Linked DNA regions of Triticum aestivum: region 2 is linked to region 1. Evidence: chromatin contacts called from public Hi-C data. All regions are on one chromosome and are shown on one strand. Each heading gives the region's core, a stretch centred on a gene start, on an enhancer-like site or on the middle of the called end of the contact. The rest is flanking DNA. Distances are from core to core; before and after follow the strand shown.

The links. A called contact is a pair of places that touch in the nucleus more often than the background predicts.
Region 2: a Hi-C map of leaf shows a contact between it and region 1, with 3 times the contacts expected there. The contact joins the promoter of LOC123112288 here to the promoter of LOC123112284 in region 1. A contact is called at or near these places in 2 of 5 Hi-C or Micro-C datasets (both in leaf).

The regions. Positions count from the first base shown.
Region 1 is chr5B:433,621,244-433,623,955 of IWGSC CS RefSeq v2.1, forward strand. LOC123112284 reads right to left here and starts at 1,329. Exons shown (of 5, transcript XM_044533236.1): 1 at 1,166-1,329; 2 at 960-1,081. The coding sequence starts at 1,006.
Region 2 is chr5B:433,940,619-433,943,330 of IWGSC CS RefSeq v2.1, forward strand. It overlaps LOC123112288, which reads right to left and starts at 1,370. Exons shown (of 5, transcript XM_044533240.1): 1 at 1,237-1,370; 2 at 835-956; 3 at 1-265. The coding sequence starts at 1,261.

The DNA of each region.
Region 1 (2,712 bases), core at 79-2,578:
GCCCATGTGTATTTAGTTTGTCTCAAACTTTCAATGGTACAAGATTCCCGATAGAAAAGGTTCAAATATTTACGGCAAAGAAAATATTAGATGGAATAGAGGTGGCATGTTCAGGTTAATTAGGATATAAAGAAAATACATGACTGTCGGAAACATAAGAACCAAAGCCTCCTTCATTCTGTCATTGTTTTGCCTTATTATTCTAGCCCTAAAGTTATATGCCACTTCTTCTCGCAAAAGAAGTAGTATGGCACTTCCACTTGCAAAAAAGAAGCGATATGCCATTTCAAATGATAGTAAAGCGTAACATCCTGGATCACTCGAAACTTAGTCCAGCACAGACCTACGGAATGGTATTTGTGAGCAAAAATGCAGGCTGTCCTTTTTCATAAGATAGATTCAACTTCACTACTATATTGCTAACAACTTGGTTCCAGGTACTATATTTATGGAACTGCAGCCTTTGGTCTTGTGTTCAAACTAATTTGCACTTACAATTTATTGTCAGGCATCGAGAAAAAGCAGAGCTTGCGTCTCAATGCATTGAAGAACGAATATTAATTAGAAGCCTAAGAGTAGGCCGAAACAACCGGCCACGAATAAAACGGCGTCCAACGGCTGACAGACACTCGTTACAACCGACAGCAATGTATTCTATCCTCATTCAGCATGTTACTCCTACCTAGTCAAAATTGTACTAAAAATTAACTTCTCCAGCATGGGTTTATGTACAATTGTTTATGTACATATGAATTCTGAAGGATCAAAATTGAACAAAACATAAAGCGCATAATCGTGAAGTCTACAATGGCATCTTTCGTGTTCTCTAGAGAACTCCATATGCTGAAGTGGAAAAGCAAACTTGGAGGAAAACCATAAAACTGAATGGTGTGCTCCTCCCGTTGTGCACAAAGAACATTGCCGCTTTCAGACATTATTAAAAGGCAAAATTGACTCACCCCACTGCATCCATTGCAGTTGCAGGTTCGGTCTTGACGTTGAGCATGGTTCCTCAGTGCGCGGCCAAACGCCGCCGGAACCTCCTGGAAGAAGGTTAGCCGCCACGCGAGCCCGCAAGAAACTGAACGCGTTGGAGAAAAAATGAACACTCGGATTACCGCGAACAGAACGCGAGCCGGTTAGGGTTCGTCACCAGCAAACCTACCGAATCGAGCCCGGAGGGGTGCCAACTCCACTCCAGTCCAGTGCCACGGGGGAGAAGAAGCCGACGGCGGGGCTGATGGGGAGAAATTTCTCGGGGGTGGCGAGCTTCGGCGGAGGGAGATGAGGGGGGCGCTGTCGCGGGGGGCGGTGGGGATGGCCAGGGGGGAGTGAAGGAAAGTCTGGGAGTCAACTGGGAACTCGCTTTGACCCTCTACGAATTTGATGGGCCCTTCTGGTCAGACTGGCAGCACCGGGGTGAGGTCGCGTTTCCAACGGCGTACTCGTAAATGGTAAGGTAAAAAAAAAAAGGAAACGACGTAAATGGTGAAGAGTAAAGTGACAGCGTGGTGTATGCGCGCATTCTTTACTCTATTTTGTTTAAATTGGCAATTTGTTATCGAATACATTAATGTTCTTTTTCCAGCTTTCGTCCCCGCTGTACAATAGACGTGTGCTAAACTTTGAAAATCATAAAAAAAATCTTTAGATTTGAACTTCTTTTATAAAAAAAACTACAAGCATTAAGCAGAAATCTCAGCACTCGGAATTTGAAGCACATCACGCGCATGCAGTAGAAATCACGAAGATCGAAATTTGGATCCATGAAAAAAAAGGCTACCTGATGGAATCGGCCGTTGCCGCCGCTACTTGCACAACATCGTCCTTGCTCCTCCGTGGCGGGTTGCTTGTGGAGTAGGGGGAGATCTGGGCTCCAGGGGCATCCAACGCCAGCACCACCTGTCTATGAAGGGAAAGGGCGGCCGCCGCTGCTCTTCCCGCCTCGGCGTTGCTCTTCCCATGACGAGGTGGGCGTGACATGGAGAAACTTGGATGGGAAATCGGGGCCTCGGCGAGTAGTAGCCCCTAGACGAAGAAGAAGAATTGGGACAGATGCAGGACGGGGTCGGCGGCGAAGGGTTTTCTCGAGCAGTCCTGGGTTCGCTCTCACCCTTGTCCAGTAAAGCGGTCTATTTATGGTGGGGGGTGGGGGAATCTGGGCTTGAGTAGGGCCGTGCTAGTTTGTGTGGTACCCATTTACGGTCCAGTATAACCAAACATGTTCACGAGAATCGGGTAACAATGTAACTGAATGACGAGTAACAAAAGTTTGAACCAAACACGTTCCAAGCGTTCTTGGGTGTGAGACACAGAGGCGAACACAAGAAGACAAGAGCGCCCAAGAGTAACGAAGGAACTCATATGTACCCACTATTTTGAAAACATATGAATAGAAGAAAAAATATCGAAACGTCAACATGCTAGATTGTACCAAAAAACCAAAAACATCATTTGTTGAGGAGAATCGTTTGGATACGTCACAAGAAACGAGCAAATAAAGGTAATAGTGCTTGATTGGCAAGAAAAATATAAAAAGGTACATTGGAACTTTCAAAGGATTTTTTTTCACCGAGCTACCGAAGTATCCTGGCCATCCCCCTCATCGCCGATGGAACCAACGTGGGATGCGGCCATGCCTCTCCTTCCTTCGCATATACATGCCATCGGAGGTGGTCGGGTTCGGTTGGCCTGAAAGTGGATTAGGGGGAG
Region 2 (2,712 bases), core at 120-2,619, 320 kb after region 1:
CGAGTCTGTTCCACTTCCAGGGGAGGTGAAGCTCAAGCGTCTTCACTCCGATGCCTGAATGATTTCCAAAGATATGGTCAGTTCTGCTTAGAAGATCCATTGCTCCTTCGTCCACTGTGGCTGCTTTTCCAATCAAGCCCAGTTCTTTCATGCCGAAGGTGAGGTTAGGATAGTGTCTCCAGGAACGTCGAAATGATCGACACACGCACGCAGCACGTGCTGCGTCTCGCAGCGGCATTAGGCCATGTATATGATGCACGACATCCTGCAGGCAGAAGCAAGGGAGGCGATCAGCGCATTGGCATCATAATATCAGAACGATGGCGTCAATAACCAGTAGTGGGGCAAAAAAAAACGATCCATATGTAGTGGCACTATAACCTTGTGTTAAGAAAGTGGACTAGAACATGACTGGTCAGTAGCTGGTTAGAGATGATGCATGTTTACTTCTACAGTAGGACAATGGCATCACTAGGCTAATAGTGCAACATTCTTTTCTGGAACACAAACTTGGTGTGGTTAACCAACTGAAATAAAAGCAAGCTTGACATCCGTCTGAATATTTGGCACCTCACTAACAAGGTCTAATTCAGAAGAGAAACGATGTTGCAATTCCTTTGACCGAACAGAACTGGAATAGTCTGGGAGCATAATATACAGTCAAAGCAAACTATTACTCCCTTCGTCCCAAATGATAAGATGTTCTAACTTTTTTCTGAATTGAGTGTATATAAATACGTTTTAGTGTGTCTGTTTGCTTATTTCAGTCCATATTTAGTCTATTTTGAAATATCCAAAACATCTTACAGTAGCGAAAGGAGGTATAGTAGGTACCTCGGAAAGGCTGTTCCATGAGCTGATTCCATTGTGAGAGTTTGAACCGGTGCGGTCGTCGTCGCCGTCATCTTGTTGGCAGGGTGGGCACTTCCGTTTAACTGCCGAAGAACCCGAGTCGCCTGAAATACAGTGAGGGGTTATGATTGGGAACAGACAATTGGTCCCTTGAGAATAATGACATCGAGATTACGGCACCCTGCCGCGACATGACCGAGATCCAGAAGTTTCAGCTCTTGGGCAATGGCATCAACAGTTTTTGGAATCACTAGGTCGCAAGGTCAAATCCACACCCACGTTTGTAGGAGGAGGAAACCCTCCAAATTCGACGACAATGCCTACATGACTCGAGGATCAGCTGATAACAAATTAAGAGGCCGAGGCGAGGAGGAGCTAGCTTACCGCGGGATTGGGCGGATTCCGCCATGGCCGGCACGATCAAGGCGACCGGAGAGAGATCGCGGCGAGGAGCCAGCCGCACGCCTTGGCTGCTCGCGGTTCCCTCGTCAAAAGCAAACGGAAAGGCGCTCGTACCCTCCGTCGATGCGATCCCCTTGTGTACCTGGCGTTGTACTAGTACCGTACAGATAGCTCGTGTTACAGACGTAGCGTTGCCTGCTAGTATCTTCGATTTTTTTTTCAACCAATCTGTGATTGGATGGTTAGATGAACAGTGGTATCCCCAGCCGCCAGAGTTCAGATCTTCCTTAAAAAAACACCAGAGTTCAAATTCTGGTGCTCGCATTTATCCTGGATTTATTTCAGGATTTCCGGCGATGTGCGTTTAGTGGGAGAGACGGTTTCCTTGGAATACGAGTCGCCTACGCTGACTTCGTAAAATCTCAAGATGATATGCCGGTTCAGTCTCTTGAATGTGCTCATAGGGATAGGATGTGCGTGTATGCGTTCATAGAGATGAGTGTATGCGTGTATATATGAGCGTTTGTGTCTGTACTGATGTTCAAGAAAAATAATAGTATCTCGGATTTTTCTAATCAACGAAGGAAGAATATTTCTTTTTTAATTTGTGTGTTTCAGCGGTATACGTCTATCACTCTTACTACTACTCGGTCATTGGAACGGGACAAACAAATAACTGCGCATTCATTATTTGTATAATTTTAATAAGATTGTGTACTCAATCACGATGATTTACTTATCATTTTATTGTTACTGTGACAGCATACAAAAAAAATGATTTTATTGGTTTTAAAGAATAGGATTTTATTGCTAAGCCAATAAGACGTGGGCTTACCGAGGCAGTTTTTAGATAGAAGTAGTGAAAAAGCAGGAGATGGAGGGGAAGAAATCAAAACAAGGATGGAGGGGGGGTACCCAGCCAATAAGATGTGTAATCCCCAATCCACCTTTCAATACCGGGGGATATCCTTGTGTAAGTGAACAGAGTGCTTTTGTGCCCGAGCGCCTGATCATCTATAATATTTTGATTGTGTGTCTAAATGGATTACCACATACGGATGTATATAACATATTTTAGAGTGTAGATTTACTTATTTTGCTTCGTATTTAGTCATTTGTTGGTTGTGTGTGAGAGTGTTCAAATGGATTATCGAGAAAGAAAAATATCTAGGAACGGATGGGAGTATATGATAGAACCGGGCTGTCCTACTCAGCTTTAGCATCATCTTTGTTTGTCTGTTATGAACTGTGTCACTTCTGTCATGATAGAACCGGGCTGTCCTACTCAGCTTTAGCATCATCTTTGTTTGTCTGTTATGAACTGTGTCACTTCTGTCATGTTTGTTGTCCGTAACATGAAGGGGTTGCAAGTGATCACAGTCAGTATTTCATGGCAATTGTTCAGAAAATTTGTTAACAATCCACAGGAGTGCTAGCGCGCACGTACAACAAATACCC